Linked DNA regions of Sus scrofa: region 2 is linked to region 1. Evidence: chromatin contacts called from public Hi-C data. All regions are on one chromosome and are shown on one strand. The core of a region is the stretch at or near the end of the contact, and the rest is flanking DNA. Distances in the headings are between cores, read along the strand shown.

What was found. Hi-C and Micro-C count contacts between places; a contact is called where the count stands out from the background.
Region 2: a contact with region 1 is called in a Hi-C map of fetal heart ventricle, with 2.7 times the contacts expected there. The contact joins two enhancer-like sites. A contact is called at or near these places in 5 of 47 Hi-C or Micro-C datasets (embryonic fibroblasts, fetal heart ventricle, fetal skeletal muscle and 2 more) and 1 of 2 datasets of contacts at active chromatin or transcription factors (skeletal muscle).

The regions. Positions count from the first base shown.
Region 1 is chr13:12,339,775-12,344,810 of Sscrofa11.1, forward strand. All of the region lies in intron 1 of RARB (retinoic acid receptor beta), which reads left to right. Among named protein-coding and RNA genes, the nearest start is that of RARB, 5.9 kb to the left of the region's middle. Within about 2 kb of position 2,872, at least 20 of the 83 cell types and tissues checked have an H3K27ac peak or open chromatin away from gene starts, as enhancers often do.
Region 2 is chr13:12,473,869-12,478,832 of Sscrofa11.1, forward strand. The region is part of intron 3 of RARB (retinoic acid receptor beta); the gene reads left to right. Among named protein-coding and RNA genes, the nearest start is that of TOP2B, 99 kb to the right of the region's middle. Within about 2 kb of position 3,038, at least 8 of the 83 cell types and tissues checked have an H3K27ac peak or open chromatin away from gene starts, as enhancers often do.

The sequences.
Region 1 (5,036 bases), core at 1,622-4,121:
TGGTATAAATAATACGATTTAAAACTGCCCCTGGAGGTGTCGGAGTCACTAAGTTTCTATTCAGATGCCTCCTGGATTATCTTGGGTTTAGGCCGCTCCAGATGTTTTCAGCATTAATTGCTCAGTGGGCATAGGATAAATCCTAATATTTGTGATCTAAATATAGTAGTTGCTTTTGGTAAAATCATGAGGGTGACAACTTCTTGGCCTTTTTCCCTGTCTTCTCCCTACTCAACACATCAAAAGGAAAAAGGGAAAAAAATCGGCCTTTTTAATGAGAAATAATCTTAAAAAAAAAAAAAAATCGATGTACGGTTAAGGAAGGAAAAAAAATCCCCTTCCCAAAGTGCTAGGACCTGAACTTTAAGTATTAAACAGTATCTAAATCCTCTCCTAGTGAGATATAAATTGGGGTCAAAGTGGCAAAATCAAAGATACCCTCTGAAAGAGAGACTAAATAAAGGCTGACAGCCACCGTACGAATTGAATGGGGTTTTGAATAAATATTTCGGTGAAAAGGCTCAATTGTTTTTCTAAAGTAGGACATAATTTTCTGCTCCTCGGCCACATGACAGTGGTAACTAACACCCTCAGAAAGAAGAGAAGGAAAGGAAATTCTGCTTAAATCCCAGAGAGTGCAGGACAAGGCCGCTTGAAAACGAGTGGAAGATTCATAAAGTTTTCCTTCAAAAGAAATACTGAAGTCTCGTCGGTATCCAGATATATTGCTCCTGATGGGCAATTTAGCAGCAATAATGCATACATTTAAGTTTTATTGCCAGGAAGGGGTAGATTTCAAAAAGTAGCTCAAAATGCTAGAAGAGGTAGACGTCTACCCCTCAAACTTGGGCTGCAAAATGGGTGTGAAGGCACCCAGTTAGCATTTGATTTCCCAGACCAAACGCAAAAAACCCTCAGTAGATAAATGAACTGACCTAAACCAGAAGTTTTCTTCTCATTTTTGGAAGCCTGCCTTGACCGCATTTAACCAGTCGGTATTGTCATGAACTTTTCTTGAAAGCATAAAAGAAATCAGGTGTTTATAATTTACCTTCGACATGTTAAGCTCCTGAGATGGCTAAAAAGGAAAGAAAACCTTACTGTTTTCTCCTTCATACATTCTTATGGAATGTGGTTGATGGACAATCTCAGAAGGGAAACACACAAGAAATGATAAAAGGTTATAAATTCTGCTCTCAAGGAATTTATAATCTTTAAAATAAAATTTAAAAATTTAAAGGCCAGGAATTTTTAAATTAGAAAGTCACTCTCTGGGAGGAAGACAAAGATGTAACTCCAGCATGCAAAACAGAAAACTCCTCGAGTCGAATGGGACTTACTAAACAATAAATGCTGTGTTCATTTTAGTACATCTTAAAATTAATCTTCTATAGAGTTTGAGTTACATGTAAGTGCCAGTAAATTTATCCTTACATGACATTTTTATACTTTAAATGTTCTAATATAAATTCAGTTAACTCTCAATTAAAATAGATTATTTCAGAAATGGGAGTTTTTTGATGAAGGTTAATCAAAAAAATCTTGGCTAAAAACCTCTCCAAAAGATATTACCATAGACTCTTGCCTTCCAAATGACAAGGTAGTTAAGGCAATTATACATCTCAGATTGTCTCGAACAACCCACTTTCAGATATACTGCCATGGTTCCCACATAAGTCATTGAAATATGCCAGATATTTCGATATTATGACATCTCCTAGGCTGCCCCTTGAACCCAGGAGTGGCACAGAAAGTTTTTGGTTGCTATGGTTAATATAAATGAGAGCACTTATGGCTTAATTTTTCCATTATGATTTGAAGTTCATCTTATGCTTTTGAGTCGTCCTCCTGAACATGAATCCCTTTTGTGGCAAAGTGGAGACGTGTGAATAGAAGGAAGGCATCCCTTGCAAAATGGATTTAAGTATTCTGACCGTGGTTCTGATGCCAGAGAAAATGTGTGTATCCTGGGAGTGGGGGAGGGGCTAGAATCATACGTTGAATGGCTGTGAACAAATCTCTGTCTGTTCTTGGCCAGCTTCTTCTGAAAAAGTTGGAGTTGGGGGTGATGGAGAGAGGAGAGTTAACTCAGGTTTCAGATTTATCAGTATCCTGTCTGTAAGTGGCTTGGCCTAAGCACCTCTTGTTAAAGAGGAGATGAGATAACCTGCCCATCTGTAAGATCTAATAACACCACCTCATCACTCAATGTGTTGCCCTGAACGCTTCTCTTTCCTTCCTCCTTATGGTATCATTAAGAAGCGTGGTTCCTGTCCCATCCCAGCCCCTAAACCCCCCTTTCAACGAATTAAAAACTAAAGTTGCCAAAGTCCTCTCCACCTAGCAAGCAGTAGAGGGTGAGTCTGCAGGTGTTCTATTATTTATTTTGAGCTTTCAGAGCTTCTTAGAAGGGAATTCAAGCAGGCAGTGGAACCGCTGACTTGCCTTTTCTCTGGCCTTGCAGGGTGGGAAGCTCAAAGAGGGGCCACTCGTTAAGATAAGACTCTTGGTCCCCAGCACATTAAGGCAGGATAACAGGAACTGACGTCAGGAGACGACCCAGCCTGGCCAAGTGTTTCCTCCTGTCAGGCCGCTCGGATTCCAGGAGCCTCCAGGCTCCCCAACCGTGAACGAGGGAGTGTTGGGCGGGGGTGGGGAGGGGAGCTAATTTTAACAGGGACATTTGTGGGTGACAATGTCCCTCATTCCCAAAAGGAGATGTCTCTCAACAGAACAAAGAGTAACTTGAGGGGAAAGAGTGATTTAAATAAATGCAGATGCTGAGATTCTTACTGCAGTTTTCGGTTGTCATGGACTAGGCGTTTGTTTCCCAGCTGTCAGCAGTTTCCCTCTGAGGTCTCCTAAGACAGTCTCTCCAGCCGTCACCAGATAGGATCACCCGCGAGCCTGCCAGCTTTCCATATAGAACAAAATGGGCGGGAACTCACCTTGTCTGAGTTAATCCCTTGGGACTTCTATTTACTTTCCTAAAACCCCAGGTGCCTACCCTCACCGGCTTCATCGGACAGCAAGTTCAAGTCACTGCATTTGCTGCCAGCCCTGAAACCATCTGGCAGTTTTTCCTCTCCTCTTCTTTCTTTTCTCTTAAACTCAGATGTTTTTCTTTTTCCTTCACAACTTGAGGTTTGGAGAAGGAGAAATTCTAAGGAAAGTGTCCTATTTTATTTTTTTCAAGCGCATGGGTTCTCAGTCTACTCTTTGCTTAGGAGTGCTCTTTTTTAAGTTTGAGTATGGAAGGAGTTATTCTCCTAATTCGATTCTGACATAGTGAAATGTGTCGTTGTTGTTGATAGTGATCAATTACTCTTGGCCCCAGATTAGATTTTTATCAAATCAGAAAAAAAAAAACAAACCTGAATTCAGAAGACTGTGGTAGAAATAATGCAGATAAGATCAGATGAGTGCATCAATTCACTTGAAAATGAAGATTCAGGTCACATTTATCCTAATATTTCTCTAGTTTCCAGAGCAAACGAAGACCTCCATAATAAATACCTTCTTCTCCAAAATATTAAAGCTTGCAGGGCTAGAGTACCTTTGTCTTGTCATCAAAGTCCATGATTATAAAAAGGCTGATGATGGGAAGGCTGTTTCAGCTTCAAAAGATTTTTTAGGGTCTGGCCTATTGGAAAGCTTGGGGGTATAATTAACTAAAATGGAAATGGAGGCAAACGAAATTTAGTTCCTGATGTTTTAATTTAGCTCAGTACTGCCATGTGTTATTGAAGAGAATTCTTAAAGGCAAACATAATTATTTCATTATGGTCCTCAGAATGCTTTCATTGGCTTTAATGACAAGAAGCTGTATAAAAAGGCATACATTTTAATTAGTCCTTCTTATATTTACTTCAGATAAATAACAAATAATTGATGAAAAACAAGTCTTTGGAATGGATGGTTTCACATAGTGCGCTGGTTACAGTTTAATGATGAAACGCTTCTCTGTTGCTTTGCATTTTAATTATCCAGACATTACAGTAGTGGTGCTGTGGAGCTAAAATACTGTAGTTGCCATTTTAATACCAAAAAATTACAATTAATGCCTATGAATCGGAAGCAGGGAAAGGTAGCTAGAAGCACATCTCAGAGGAAGTAAATTGCCATTCCCATTAATTTTACTACGTTTGTTAGCATTCGTTTTGATCACTTTTCTCCTTTACGCTCCATCTTTTTAGATTAAGACTGCCGGGTTTCGCATGTGTTTTTATGATCACACCTCCTGAATACCGTTCTTTTCCTCTTGCTGCCTGTTTTGAGGATGTGCCTGAAAGTACCTTGCCAAATGCCTGCTGGAAATTCAGAGAGCTCTTTTTCCACGTGATAGGCACTCGTTGCCTTTGATCTTATACGAAAACCCATTTCACATGATTCATCTGTTTTGGTGTACAGAACACTAATTGTTATTATTGATTTTAAATTCCGTGACCATTACAAGTAACCCAGATGACTGGCAGATAAAGGGTAATAATCCATGGAGTTCTGGAACTGTTTCATGTTTGTCTGGAGTACTTTATGTGATCAATATTAACTGCCCCATTGAAACTAACTGCTGTATCAAATAACAGTCAATCAAATGAATGTGCTTAGAGATTATTTATTGAGAGCTTTAATTGTTCACTGGGGCCCTGCTTATCAGAGGAAACAATAGGAACTAGAGACAGGATGAACAGGTTTGGATTTACCGTGAAAGTTGGAGGATGTGATGAAGGCCATCTTTCTGCTACCGGGACAGGGTTTCCAGAAACCCATGTTGGGCTTCTAGCAGGCACAAGGTGCACATTCCCTTACAGAGGTTAGCTTACCGCCTGCACATCGAGAGCGCTCTCGAGAGGTCCGTGTCGTGGCTTCCTGGCCCTCAGACCGGAGGCTGTGACGTTGTCACTCCCAGAGTTTTACTGCAGCCTCTCCGTGCGCCGGCGCACATCCATCACCCACCGAGCATCTCTCCACCTGTATCTTCCTGCGCCGCCGCTGGGCTGAGATAATGGAAATAGCCTGCCTTGACACGGGATCGA
Region 2 (4,964 bases), core at 1,788-4,287, 130 kb after region 1:
TTCTTTTGGTAAAGAAAGTTGTTTTTGAAAAAAAAATTTTTTTTTTAAATGGAAGTATAGTTAATTTACAATGTTGTGCTCACTTCAGGTGTGTAGCAAAGTGTTTCAGTTATACATCCGTATATTTTATAAATTTTTTCTATTATAGGTTATTTTAAGACATTGAATATAGTTCCCTGTGCTATGCATTAGGTCCTTGTTGTTTATCTATTTTATATATAACAGTGTGTATGTGTTAATCCCAAACTCCTAATTTATCTCCCCTACCTCTGTGTCCCCTTTGGTAACCATGTTTGTTTTCTGTTTGTGAGTCTGTTTCTGTTTTACAACTTAAGTTTATTTCTGTATGTAAGTGATATCATATGATATTTGTCTTTCTCTGTATGACTTACTTTGCTTAGTATGATCATCTCTAGGACCATCCATGTTGCTGCAAAGGACTTTTTTCTTTTTTATGGCTGAGTAATATTCCATTGTATATATATACATTTTCTTTATCCATTCCTCTGTCAATGGGCACATAGGTTGCTTCCATGTCTTGGCTATTGCGAATAGTGCTGTCATGAACATTGGGGTGCATGTATCTTTTCAAAAAGAAAGTTCTATTGGAACACAGCCATGCTCTTCTGTTTACAGAGTCTGGCTCTTTTGCCCTGAGATGGCATGGAGGTTGCAACAGACTCTAAGGGCTGTAAAACCTACAATATTTACTGTCTGGCCTTTTACAGAACAAGTGTGCCAGCCTGGTTAGACTGGGGCTACATTTTGAAGCCCTACAGCTGCTTCCTCCCCTTGAACATCTCCAGCAGCTGTCGCAGTGCTGGGCACAACGAATATTTGAATAAAATTATTAACTGAATGAATGAGTGAGTTAACACACACCTAATCTAGCTTGTATCTTTTTTTTTCCAGTCTTGCCCTGGGCTTGCGGAAGTTCCCAGGCCAGGGATTGAACCCGTGCCATCGCAGCAACAATACCAGATCCTTAACCTGCTGAGTCACCAAGGAACTCTATAATCTAGCTTGTATCTTTAATTTAATTTAGAAGCTCTTTTGCCCCAATATATGCAATCCTTTTTGCCCCTAGTCCTTTATAGGACCTGCTCTGGCCCCTCTTCCAGCTTCCCTCAAGCATCCCAGCATCACAGAGGCCTTGCCACCCCCACACACTCTCTTGTCTCTCCCTCCCCTGCATGCTCTTTCTCCTAACACCATCATCATCTCATGTTACATTGTACATGTCTTTGGTTATTGTCCACCTTCCCAAAAAGAAAAAAAAAAAGAAATTCCAAGAAGCCTGGGACACCCCTTTACCCACTGTTGCATCCCCAGCTCCTGGCAGTGCCTGCAACAGAGTGGGTGCTCAGGACATATTCTTTTTTTTCTTTTTTTTTTTTTTTTTTTTGGCTTTTTGTCTTTTCTAGTGCTGCACCCACTGCATGTGGAGGTTCTCAGGCTAGAGGTAGAATCGGAGCCGTAGCCACCGGCCTACACCACAGCCACAGCAACGCGGGATCCTTAACCCACTGAGGGAGGCCAGGGATTGAACCCGCAACCTCATGGTTCCTAGTCGGATTCGTTAACCACTGAGCCACGATGGGAACTCCCGCTCAGGACATATTTTTAAGTTCAAGATCACATTTAGAACTGATTGCAGAAGAGTTCCCGTCATGGCTCAGTGGGTTAGGAACCCTACGTGGTGTCCCCTGAAGATGTGGATTCAGTCCCCGGCCTCTCTCAGTGGACATAGGTTGCAGACATGGCTCAGATCTGGTGTTGCTGTGGCTGAGGCATAGGCTGGCAGCTGCAGCTTCGATTTGACTCCTAGCCCAGGAACTTCCATAAGCCACAGGTATGGCTGTAAAAAAGAATAATAATAATAATAATTAATAAATAATAGAATTGATTGTAGTCAGGAGTTTCCTGGTGGCTCAGTTGGCTAAGGATCTGGCATTGTCACTGCTGTGGTGCAGGTTCTATCCCTGGCCCAGGAACTGCACGCCATGGGGCGCGGCCAAGAAAAAAAAAGAACTGATTGTAGGTGACTCACGACTTCCTTGAGTGTCCTCCCATGTTTCTTAAATGTGAACCATCGGCTCTGCAGACCCAGTGCTGTCTGGTTTTGCACCCGGGTCTGAATTGGGACTGAACCCATAGCCGCAGGGAGGTTGGGACCCTGCATCACTTTCTGTTTGAGGCCCTGCTTTCTTCTGTCCCCTGGGTCTTGAGGCTGCCTGCACCCTGGAAGCCATCAGCAGACGTTCTTTTCATTAAAAGGAAAGGAGAGCGCGGTGTGGACGTGGGTTTAGAGGAGGGGGACACAGGGCAGAGGGGCATGGGCTGCGCGGGGCTGGCAGGCATGGCATGTGGTATGTCGTGAACTTGTTGCATTTGTTCTGACTCCTCGGCTGAAGCTTCCTGGCCTCGGCAACTCGCTTGTCTGTTTATGTGGCTGTGAGCTGTGCAAGGGACGGTGAAGAGGGCTTGTTTTCTTTTCCAGATGACTCTCTGGAGAAATCAATACCTGAGAATTAAAGTTCTATAGGGCAGGAGGAGGATTTTTGTGAACTAAACAGGATTTTAGCAGTCCTTCCCAGACAAAGGCAGTTTGGGCTGATCTATTTGTGTTGAGAAACTGTTCACTGGGGAAGGTGAGGTTGGCCAGATTCCGGCCACCACTTCACACACTGAGATTGATGGCGGGCGGGGGCTTGGTTCTGCTGTTTCATTTTTAACATTTTCCTTTAGTCACACGTGTGGCCTGTGAGTAACCCCTCGATGGCATTCAGGGCAGCCAAGGTCAAGTAGAAAAATTCCTTAAATATATAGTCCCCATTACATTCTGGCTATTAACACTAATCTTTTTTTTTTTTTTTTTTTTTTTGAAAGAACACTGATTTGAAAATTCTTCCATGAGCACTATAGAGTTTGGAGCTAAAATTGGGTTTGAAATCTGGCCCTGTTGATAACAGCTGTGTGGCATTTAGCCTCCCTCCTCAAGTGCAGATTGAGGAGTACTAGTACCTGCCCCCTTCCCTTTAGGGTGACTGTGAGAATTAAATGAGATAATAGATGTTGGGCACTTGGCACAGTGCATCCCTGGAGGGATGGGGCTGCCCTTGGCCTTGATATTTCCTGTTGAAGAGTCAAGGTCCAGATTGGGAAGCTGGTCTGTGACAGGGGGACACTGTGAGTGAGAATTGGTATTTCTCTCATCTTTGCACTCCAAAGCCAAGGGCAAGGAGCAGTCAGTGTTTTCTCACAGACAGTTTCTGACATCCAAGGTCGACCAGTTGTGCTCTGGGTTCAGGTGGGGCCCTGCAATGCAGTTGAAGCTGGTTCTTCCTGTGCACTTTGCCCCTGTAGTACAGCACCCTACCCGGTCCTTTCTAGGAAAGCAGGGATGTCGCTACAGTTCCCTGCTGCCTCCCCAGTGCTGAATCAGGGCCTGACATGCAGAGCTGCTGGTTACAGCCCAGGAACCCTCAGCAGGATAGCAAGTTCCAACTGCTGCATCTACTTCACATGAAGCTGATTCCTAGATGTCAAGAACTGGAAGAGCAATTCCTGTGGTGGCTCAGCAGGTTAAGAACCCAACTAGTATCCATGAAGATGTGGTTCAATCCCTGGCCTCAGTCAGTGGGTTAAGGATCCGGGGTGGCCGTGAGCTGTGTGTAGGTCGCAGACGCAGCTTATATCCCATGTTGCTGTGGCTGTGGTGTAGGCCACAGCTACAGCTCTGATTCAACTCCTAGTCTGTTCGACTTCCATATGCTGCAGCTATGGTCCTGAAAAAAAGAAAGAACTGGAAGAAACAAGTCCAGAGGGGAAGGGGTTAACCATCACCTCCATGGCTGCCCTTCCCATCAGCAGGCTGTCCCTGAAGCCCCATCTTCAGCCAGTCACATCTCCCGAGCCCCAGAAAGCCAATTGCTCTCCATATACCCCGGGCAGTGCATGTGGGGGGCACACAGCCTGCACCACCTGCTCTGTTCCTTCCCTATCATGCCACCTGGAAACCAGCTTGTCACCCCTGGACCCTTCAAACAGCCCAGTGCCCTGTATCCCTCCCTGGGTCCCTCCCACAGGCCCTCTGCTCTCACTGGGAACTCTCAGCAGCTAAGTGAGCCCTTTCTCCACCCACAGTCACTTCTCCATGAACCGAGCTGCCCTTGTGAAAGGCAACCCTGATCATATGGCTCTACTGCCACCCCAGGAAACCTAACCCCAGTCCTCTTGGCAAGATTCCCAGGCCACGTGACCTGGGTCCAGCCTGAACCCAGAGCTGAGGCCTGGCCCTATTCTTTGCAAAACTTCAAAGCAGCCCTGTTGCATCCAGCCAGGCTTTCAGACCTGTCCTGTCTTCTGTGGGGAACGCCCTCCCATCTCCCTGCCTGTGGTCCGACAAAGCCCTCTGTGGCTTTGGTTCTCTGCTTAGATGGACCATTGTCACCTTCCAGGCAGCCCCTTGACAAATGAACCATCTCGGATTCTCTAGTGAACATGGGTGGTTTTGCAGGTGTCTCTTATAGGTTTGATTATGGAAAGATAAGGTTGCAAGTGCCTGGACCCAAGTTAATTTCCTAGGTTGATTTTTGAAGGGCTTTCCCTGGCCTCCTCCTAAAAGCACTCCCCCCGCCCCAACTCCCATCCTCATTGCTCTGCTGTAAATGTTTTATTGAAACTCACCGCTTTCTCAGTTACCAGACCCGTGAACTTTGCTCCCTCTACCTTCTTTCTGACTGTCAGCTCCACTTGGCCAGGCTTCTCTGTGATTTTTCTTTTCTTTTCTTTTTTTTTTTTTTTTTTTCTTTTTAGGGCCTCATCTGTGGCCTATGGAGGTTCCCAGGCTAGGGGTCTAATCAGAGCTGCAGCCACCAGCCTACACCACAGCCACAGCAATGCGGGATCAAAGCCACATTTGCGACCTACACCACAGCTCAAGGCAATGCCGGATCCTTAAC